Linked DNA regions of Oryctolagus cuniculus: all the other regions are linked to region 1. The links are chromatin contacts, called in public Hi-C and Micro-C maps. All regions are on one chromosome and are shown on one strand. Each heading gives the region's core, a stretch centred on a gene start, on an enhancer-like site or on the middle of the called end of the contact. The rest is flanking DNA. Distances are from core to core; before and after follow the strand shown.

The links. Hi-C and Micro-C count contacts between places; a contact is called where the count stands out from the background.
Region 2: a contact with region 1 is called in a Micro-C map of ear pinna, with 4 times the contacts expected there. The contact joins the promoter of MGAT4D here to the promoter of RNF150 in region 1. A contact is called at or near these places in 2 of 6 Hi-C or Micro-C datasets (ear pinna and an unstated tissue).
Region 3: a Hi-C map of embryonic fibroblasts shows a contact between it and region 1, with 5 times the contacts expected there. The contact joins the enhancer-like site here to the promoter of RNF150 in region 1. A contact is called at or near these places in 3 of 6 Hi-C or Micro-C datasets (embryonic fibroblasts, skin fibroblasts and an unstated tissue).

The regions. Positions count from the first base shown.
Region 1 is chr8:23,556,697-23,559,612 of mOryCun1.1, forward strand. It overlaps RNF150 (ring finger protein 150), which reads left to right and starts at 1,435. Exons shown (of 7, transcript XM_051819466.2): 1 at 1,435-2,857. The coding sequence starts at 2,347.
Region 2 is chr8:24,213,264-24,216,179 of mOryCun1.1, forward strand. MGAT4D (MGAT4 family member D) reads left to right here and starts at 1,364. Exons shown (of 13, transcript XM_051819470.2): 1 at 1,364-1,575. ELMOD2 (ELMO domain containing 2) reads right to left here and starts at 1,389. Exons shown (of 9, transcript XM_002716948.5): 1 at 1,224-1,389; 2 at 1-90. The coding sequence starts at 82.
Region 3 is chr8:24,113,717-24,116,632 of mOryCun1.1, forward strand. It overlaps TBC1D9 (TBC1 domain family member 9), which reads left to right. Exons shown (of 21, transcript XM_002716945.5): 15 at 9-77. Among named protein-coding and RNA genes, the nearest start is that of UCP1, 49 kb to the right of the region's middle. Within about 2 kb of position 1,360, at least 1 of the 8 cell types and tissues checked has an H3K27ac peak or open chromatin away from gene starts, as enhancers often do.

The DNA of each region.
Region 1 (2,916 bases), core at 185-2,684:
GGGTGTAGCTGGGGTTCTTCGCTCTCCCCTAACAGCCACCAGCTGTTTGTTCTGCTGCTGCTGGGAAAGGAGAAGTCATGCCAATGGCAGCCATTAACAGAAAGCCGGACGCATGTGGAGGTCCTGGGAAAGGTGGATTTCTTTCCTAAACATGAATTGGATTCCAGGTTCTCTGACAGAGATCCACTGGGAAGGACAGGGTACGTGAGAATCTTCAAGCAGGGGCTGGCCTAGCAGGTAAGGCCATGGCCAAAGAAACCGGCCATCCCATCAGGTTCAAGTCCCTGCTGTGCCACTGCTGATACAGCTCCCTGCTAATGGCTTTGGAAAAGCAACGGAAGATGCTTAGGCCCCACGTGGGAGACCAGGATGAAGCTCCTGGTTGTAGCTGTGACCACTTGGGGAATGAACTGTGGATGGAAGAGCTCTCTCTCTCTTTCTCTTTCACTCTCTCTCTCTCTCACTCTCTGTAATTCTGACTTTCAACTAAATAAATAGATGTTTTGAAAAAAAAAAAGAGAACTGTCACACACATATTTTTACAAACTTTATGACATGGATCTCAAGCAAAGGAAACCAGACGTGAGAAGGGATAACAATTTTCCAAACATTTAACATTGTGAAGAACTGTGCTGTGTCAGTTTCAAGAATGCCATTCTGGGAATACCACACTCTCTGCTGACTGGTGGTAATCTCCATACACAACCCGGAGAACACACATAAACAACAGTAACCCAAACAAACCTCCCTTGCCTGCTGATGCCCCGGGGGCTCTGTCACCAGGCATGACAACTGCAATAAACACAGTGGAGAAATAGCTCACCAGCTTCTCACAATTAGAAGGCATCCGTTCTGCAAAACAAATGCCACGCGTTTGCTCCCAGCTGGCCGCAGAGAGGCCCATTCCTACACCCACCCTAATGGAGTGGTTGCTAGACCAGCTGTGTCAGCATTGCCTGAGAACTTGCTAGACACGGATATTGGGGGTCTCACCCCAGATCTAATAACTCAGAAATGCTAACGCAGGGCTCATCAGGCTGTTTTTTTTTTTTTAAGATTTATTTTATTTGAAAGGCAGAGTTACAGAGAGGGCGAGGGAGAGGGAGAGGGGGAGGGGGAGAGGGACAGAGAGACAGAGAGAGAGGTCTTCATCCGCTGATTCACTCCCCAAAGGCCGCAATGAACAGAGCTGAGCCAAGAGCCTCCTCTGGGTCTCCCACGTGGGTGCAGGGACCCAAGCACTTGGGCCATCTTCCATTGTTTTCCCAGGCCATAGTAGAGAGAGCTGTATCTGGAGAGGAGCAGCAAGGACTCCAGCCTGCGCTGGCCCCCAGGCTGTCTTAAACCAGCATTTGGGAGTCACTTCCCTAGGTATCGCTGTGGCATCGTTCAACCCACCTTACACTTTGGCTTTGGAAAAGGAAAGTCACCGCACGTGTTCAGCGAATGGGCGAGTGGTTTAGGGGAAGCTCGACCATTTCCGCATAGGAGTATTTAAGGCGCAGGAAGCAGTTTCTGTACTCAGAGGTCAAAGGCTCCTTTTCCCTACTGCAAACCCCACCTGGACCAAGTCACCCACTGGGGCTGAGTTTGAGACCCGCCAGGGGTCGCTGCTGCCCGTGAAGAGACCGAGGGAGCGCGGCGAGCGAAGCCCCGAAGCTTTGACATCACACTAAGCTCCTCCTTGCACGCACACATTCTACACACACACACACACAAACATACACAGACACACGCACACCCGGGCCGCGCACTCGTCCCGCGGCAAGAGTGCGCCCCGCGCAGCCACCCGACGAGGGCGGCAGCACACGCTCGCAGGCCCCTCCGACCCGGCGCGCTGAGGTAGCGGCCGCCGCGGCAGCAGCTCGACCCGCGCTCTCCGGCGCTCGGCGGCGGCCGGGACTCCCTCGGCAGCACCCCTGCCTGCGAACAGCCACCCCGGCCCCTGCCGGGACTAGAGAGGGCGTGGGGCCGTCACCTCGCGCGCTCCGGAGCCCCCTGCTACCCCTATGAGAGACGGAGAAGCCGGGCGGAGGCGCAGGACGCTCGGCAGCCGGACGCCTCCTCAAGCCCCGCGCGCCCTCTCCTCCCGCGCCCCCTGCACGGCTGAGGAGCAAAATGCAACCGCCGCGCTTCGGCTGAAAGGCGACGGGGCCCGCGCGACCCGCTCGCCCGGAATCCCGTGCCCGCGGCGGCTGCGCGCCCCGGCCGCGGCCCCTCAGGAGGGAGAGTGAGCAGCGGCCGCGGGAAAGAGAAGCGGCCGGCGCGGACTGGGCCAGGGCCCGGGAGGAGGCGCGGGGCAGAGGGAGGGCGCGGGGGGCGGGGCGGGGGCGCCGGCGGAGAAAGATGGCAATGTCTCTCATCCAAGCGTGCCGCAGTCTGGCTCTCTCAACATGGCTGCTTTCCTTTTGTTTCGTGCATCTACTCTGCCTGGACTTCACCGTGGCCGAGAAGGAGGAATGGTACACCGCCTTCGTGAACATCACCTACGCTGAGCCCGCGCCGGACCCGGGGGCCGGGGCTGCGGGCGGCGGCGGCGGCGGCGGCAGTGGCGGCGGCGCCGGCTCGGAGCTGCACACGGAGAAGACTGAGTGCGGGCGCTACGGAGAGCACTCCCCCAAACAGGACGCCCGCGGGGAGGTGGTCATGGCCAGCTCGGCCCACGACCGCCTGGCCTGTGACCCCAACACCAAGTTCGCCGCTCCGACGCACGGCAAGAACTGGATAGCCCTCATCCCCAAGGGCAACTGCACCTACAGGGACAAGATCCGCAACGCGTTCCTGCAGAACGCCTCCGCCGTGGTCATCTTCAACGCGGGCTCCAACACCAACGAGACCATCACCATGCCCCACGCAGGTGAGCCGCGGGGCCGCGCTCGGGGGAGGGGGAAGCCCCAGGACGTGAAGGTGTCCGGA
Region 2 (2,916 bases), core at 114-2,613, 660 kb after region 1:
TTCCAGTCATCTGTCGTAACAGCCATTTCATCCAAAATCGAAAGAAGTGGCCATAGAAGAATTCCCACAAAGAAATAAACATTTTTTTCCCTGGGAAAGGAAATATATAACACAAGCTTAATGACTTGAAATTGAGCTTTAAAACGGAAAAAAAATTTATCCAACTCATCAAATCTCAAGTTCTATTAATATTTATTATTCCATCGTGACTGTTCTGTGACAATGTTTAATTAGGCATCTAAGAAAACAATTGTAATATATACCACTAAATAATGGGTGGCCAAATGGTCAGTTTTTTAAAAACTGAAAAAATCAGAACGTAGAGCCAAGCTATTGAATGGCTTGCAATAACGATACCAGAGTGCTCTGCACTTTTTGTTAAATAATTTTATTTCCTTAGTTTCCTGTTTTCTCATTCCTTGAGACACAGGGCTCAACAGTTCAAGAATAAGAGGATCTCAATGTAGTAACCTGAAAATACACAAACATCAGAATTCTTATAAGGAACAAGCTCTTAGCACTTGGGCTAACTGCTCACAGCTGTTCCCCAATCAGGTGACGTCAGCAAATCATAATGCAAATGGCTTACAAATGAAAGTATACAACTTGAACCCGGAGTAGACAGATCACACGCTGGCCGATTCTCGACTTTCCACTCAGTGGGTAAAGGGTAGAAATACTAACAAGAGTTTAAAAATAATAACTTAAAAACACACTACACATTGGATAGAACTGGATCTTAGAAAATTCTTCAGCTTCTACATGAAAAGCGGGTTGGGGGAGATGCAAGTGAGAGGGAGCTACCTATAAACAATACAAATTCTGTCTCCGCCCTGTTTCACACACTCCCAGACACATCCTCCCCAGACTAGGGCCTGAGGGACTGTCAGATTCGGAATCCCCGCAGGAGGGCTGATCCCTATCTGTCAATGAATTCCTCTCGTCCGCGCTCATCAGGACAAAAGAAGCAGAACTGCCAAGCAGAGTCCACGCCGGCACCGCGGCGCCGGAACAGCCCACACCTCGGGGAGTCGCTGCGCCAAGCCCCGGTGCCAGAGCCCGGCGGTGCCCGGCTCGCGCGCTGCCGGCGAGTGGGAGGGACCGGCCAGCACAAAGCCCGGGCGGCCGCGGCCCCCGCGGACTTCCCGCAGGACGCCGCGGGGCTCGCGCAGCCCGCACGCCACGGAAGCAGCGCAGGGCAAGAGAAAAGAAACAGCAGCCACCTCACAAGAGCGGAAGAACTAGGGGGAAGCTGCAGCTGCCTCGGTTTCCCCAACTGCAAACAGCCGGCAACGGAAACGACGCTACTCGCCGAGCGCTCCCTGCAAGCACCGCGACCCGGAAGTCGGGGACCTGGACTGTCGGACCGCCTTTCCCGGCACACTGCCCGCCCCCCGCCCCCGGCCTCTTCCGATTGGCCCGCGCTCCACCTATCGCGAACGCGGAAAGGGTTGAGCTGCGTAGCCCCGACGCGCGTGCTCAGATCCTCCGGACGCCCGACGGTTTCCCTGGCAACGGCGGGAAGGAGACACGCCCGGCGGCAGCGTAGTCTCCTTTAGCGCCGCAAAATCTCAGGTCCGTGGCGCTAGTGGAAGCCCTGTGGTGTAGCTCCTGGGCTCCGAGCAGGAAGAAACCACGTGATTCGGTAACTTGAGCACCGAAACCACTGAAGAGCTTTCACCTACTTTTAATCTTCTGTGAAGTAACTACTAATGGCTCTACTTTAGGATGACAAAAAAGGAATTCAGGTTAATTGACTTGCCCAGGTCCAATACGTGGCAGGAAGAGAGAGCCTGTATTTTAAAAAGAGAAACTCGGACTTTCACAGTAATAAATATTTAACGGTTAATTCATCAAACATTGATTCCTTAGCTGCTTTTTATTGAAAAAATAATTTACATGATTTAAAAAAAAACTCAAAAGTGCATTCATTAATTCAGCAAGTATTTGTTAGTTTGTTAATTGCCTTTTATGCACAAGGCGGTGTTCCAAAACGACTAAACAGGCAAATACTGAGAATGCCAGGTGGTGCTAAGTACCAAAAGTATTAGGAGACAATAAGAAGCGTGAGGGGCAAGTCATTTTACATTGTTTAGCCAAGGAAGTCTCAGTAGGAGGTCACATCTGAGGCTCACTGAATGAAGTGTCTCCAGGGACAGTGTGCTGGGTACCAGAATGGCAAGTGCACATGCTGTAAATTGGAAGCATATGTAGTTGAAATGTTGGAATTACTGTAAGAATGCCTGTGTGGCTCCAAGAGAAAGAATAAGGTGGAGTAGAAAATACAAAGGACTAACTTGCCCCACCTACCCAAGACTGCCAGGCCGCTCAGTTCCCTTCCTCAATACTAACCAGGGTTAGTATTTTGTTTCTACTTCCAGAAATACTCTGCAAGTGTGTATATGTATAGTCCCTCTATCTCCTTGTTAACATAAATTGCAACAAGAAATACACACTTTCGCACATTCTCAACCTGTTTTTTGAAAATGAATACTAGTTGTAGAGCACTAGACAAGGGAAGGGTGCAGAAGCCATCGTCCCTGCCATGTAGGTGTGGCCGACTGTGACTCAGTAGTGGAGTCTGAATGTATATTATATATATTGTAATAATGAGATCATATCCTCTTAGATGATCAAGGCAACTGACAGCTGGCTGAACTGAATTTTTCATTGTAGATAAAACATATTCAGAAGGGCAAAATGCACAACCATTAAGATGCAGGGACTTTGATTTCAAGAGTCTACCTGTTGTTACACAAAGCTTTTCATAAAATAGTAAGTGCAATCATTCTATATGCAGTTTGTATTTTCAAAAAGTGCTTTGCTGAGGGAAGGCAGTGCAGAGAGTAACTGTCTCTTCCTCTTGCCTTCATGTTGCCAGTTGGCCTCCTTTTGTCCATGTTTTTCCCCAAGAGA
Region 3 (2,916 bases), core at 110-2,609, 560 kb after region 1:
TCATTTAGGTTCGAACCATTGTGACAGAAACTTCCTTTACCATCGATGAGCTTGAAGAACTTTACGCCCTTTTCAAGGTGAGTGTCAAAGGCAGGTAGTGCCCAAGAGAATAGAAGAGTTCACCATGATAATCCAGTTCTTGATTTTTCTGTCAAATTGTGAAGGGATAGCATCAGCCTCCACGTGTGTAAATTGCAAGGTAGAGCCGAGAGTACAGAATGAAAGAACTTACAGGAAAAATGAACATACTCGTGTTCCTATAACTAACTTAAGTTGATGTTTTAGCCCCGTTCCCCTCCATATAATATTCTAGCTATTTCCCTAAGCCTGAAGAAAACATGTTTCTAATACTCAGAAGTGATCAAGTTTAAATTCTGCCTGAAATTCTTTTCCTATATAAAGGTGAAAGCACCCTTAAGAAAAGATAACATGGAACTAGAACAAGAGGGAAAAAAAGAAACAGCTTAAGTGTCCAAGGGAAAGCAAAATTGGTTAAGTTTTGGGGATTTCTGTTTTGTCATTCCCTCTCCCCAACCTTGATCCTTAATAAGAAAGTATGATAGCAGTAAACACAGCAGTGTGTAATTTTTTTCTTCTAGAAAAAAAATCATCATAACCATCATTCTCAACACCTTTGGTTACAGTGTGGTAATTGACAGGGGAAAAAATGTTTGCAAAATGTCTTTTATACAGGTACCAGTCTTATCAGGGTCTCTAATGACAATCAGCTAAGTGCGGCTGTTGTGAGCAAAGATAGGAGCCAAGGAAACACAGGGGGAGAGATAAAGATCAGCATCCCAGACGGCTGCTAGTGGCCGGAGGGCACCGCCATTTATTTATTAATGATTGATTTCTTTTTCCCCAGTGCCTAGTGAACTTCCGTCCCCTAGCCGGTGTTCCAACATGTGCTGAGATCATAGATAGTGATCAGTCATCAGTGCGGTGCCAGCCCTCATTCTGGTGAGGACAGAAGGCTCAGAGAGACCGAAGCTCTCTGTTTCAGAGCTGCCTAGTGCGGCCTTTGTGCCACAGCAGTGTGGGCAACAGCGCCTCCTACAGCCTCCTTGCAGCACCTGCAGTCTCCATCATGGGCCAGCTCAGTGAGATTTTCTTCGTCAGCACCTGTAACTAATGATGCAGGGTTAGGCCGGCGATCCATCAGGCAGGTGTTCCCTCTGTTTCATAAGAGGAAAAAGAATGATCCAAAGTGCATCCAGCTGTAAAGGCATGCTAAAGATGGGAAGAAATCTGCTTCCCAGGGCGGTGGGAGCTAGGACCACTGTACACAAGTGGGAGTGGCCCCTGGAGGCAGCCAGACCGCAGACAGACAAGAGAAGGGCTGTGCATAAGGAAGAGCCCCACTTTGAGGGGCACCAGGAGGAGGCGGACCTGGGCTGGCTGTGCAGAAGTTTCAGATCGGGAGATGGTGAAGCCATGGCTTGCCAGGCTTGGCTGTCATGGCTGCCCTCTCTGGTCTGTGCACATTCAGGTACTGGGGATGTCCTTGGAACCCCGAGACTATGCCTGAAGAAACAGGTCTTTCTTACACTCAGACACCCTGCCCTGAGGGTGCACTGACAAACATGAGTCCCCTGGGGATCCTGAGAACAACTCTGAAAAGAACCGGAGACCCAGGACTGATGCCAGAGATGGGGAGGAGCCCTGGTACTGGTGGGATCCAAGACAGAAACTTCAGTTCTTGACTCATTCTTCAGTCTTTGGAACATTTTAATTGGCATTGGCTTTAATTCCGTTTCCCAAACATTTTACTGAGTCATTGGTATGTGTCAGGCTCCCTGCCAGATTTTTCCCATGCTTTAGAAAGTCAGTTGCTTGCTCTGTTCCTGCAGTGGCAAAGCACTGGTGCAGTCCCCCTCCTGGGGAGCCTAGGGCTTGGGTTGCTGGGTAAACCTGGGTGGGGAGAGGGGGAAGGCCACGCCCTGAGGCAGACGTGGTAGGAGCTATGTTTCAGGCTGGCTCTGTCCTAGTTTCTCATACACTCTTGCAGAGTGAGTCCTCCTGTTCCCGTCTCTGGGCCCTCACCGCCACATCTTGGGTCCCAGCAAGGAACAAGGAACAAGGAGAATGCTCAGTATGACTTACTTCCTCTTGGAGGATGGTGAGCTCCGTGAGAGTGACTGCGCCCATGTGCAGGCCCGGAGCAGAGTATCTGGGGTGCTTAGGAAATGCTTTATCGGCTGATGCAGCTCAGCCGGAGCCGACTCCTCCCAGGGGTGTATCACCAGCACCGTTCTGTCCACAGAGGCCTGCTGGGCTGCACGCAGACGCTCCATAGCACAGCTCAGCCTAGCAGGCCACTGCCGCCTCCACAGGGACCTCCCTCCCTCTCACATCCCATTCCCTCTGCACTGCTGCCAGGAATACAGCCCAAGGCCCTGGACAACCTTGCTGCTACTATCCTTTATTCTTCTGGGTTGCCCTCTATAGTTTTTCCTCTCTCCTCTTCCTCCTTCTTCTCCTCCTCCTCCTCCTTTTCCTTCTTCCCTATTAACTAAGAAATTCCTAGTGAACAATTATGATAAAGACACTGGTCATCTTTTCAACTTTTCTAAGCAAAAGCCAAATTGAAGGCCTACACACAGCTGACTCCCCTATTTCTCAGAACCCACAGACAAAAGAGAAAAAGATCTGTCTCGAAAGTGCCATTTCCTGTTTTGATGTTATGCATGCTTGTAGGAAGATACTCAGGACAGCAGGAAGTAAAGTAAACATAGAGTCCTGCTTCTCATGCCTCTCTCGTCTTCCCCACCTGCCACCGAGAGCTAACTAGAAATGTGTGTGTTGGAGGAGTGTCCTAGGCCTTACTATTGCATCCTTTATTTTTCTGGTCTTCTTGGAATGGAAGCCTGTTTCTCCCCGAGGCAACATGACCTCATAAATAAAGAGGCTGCCTTG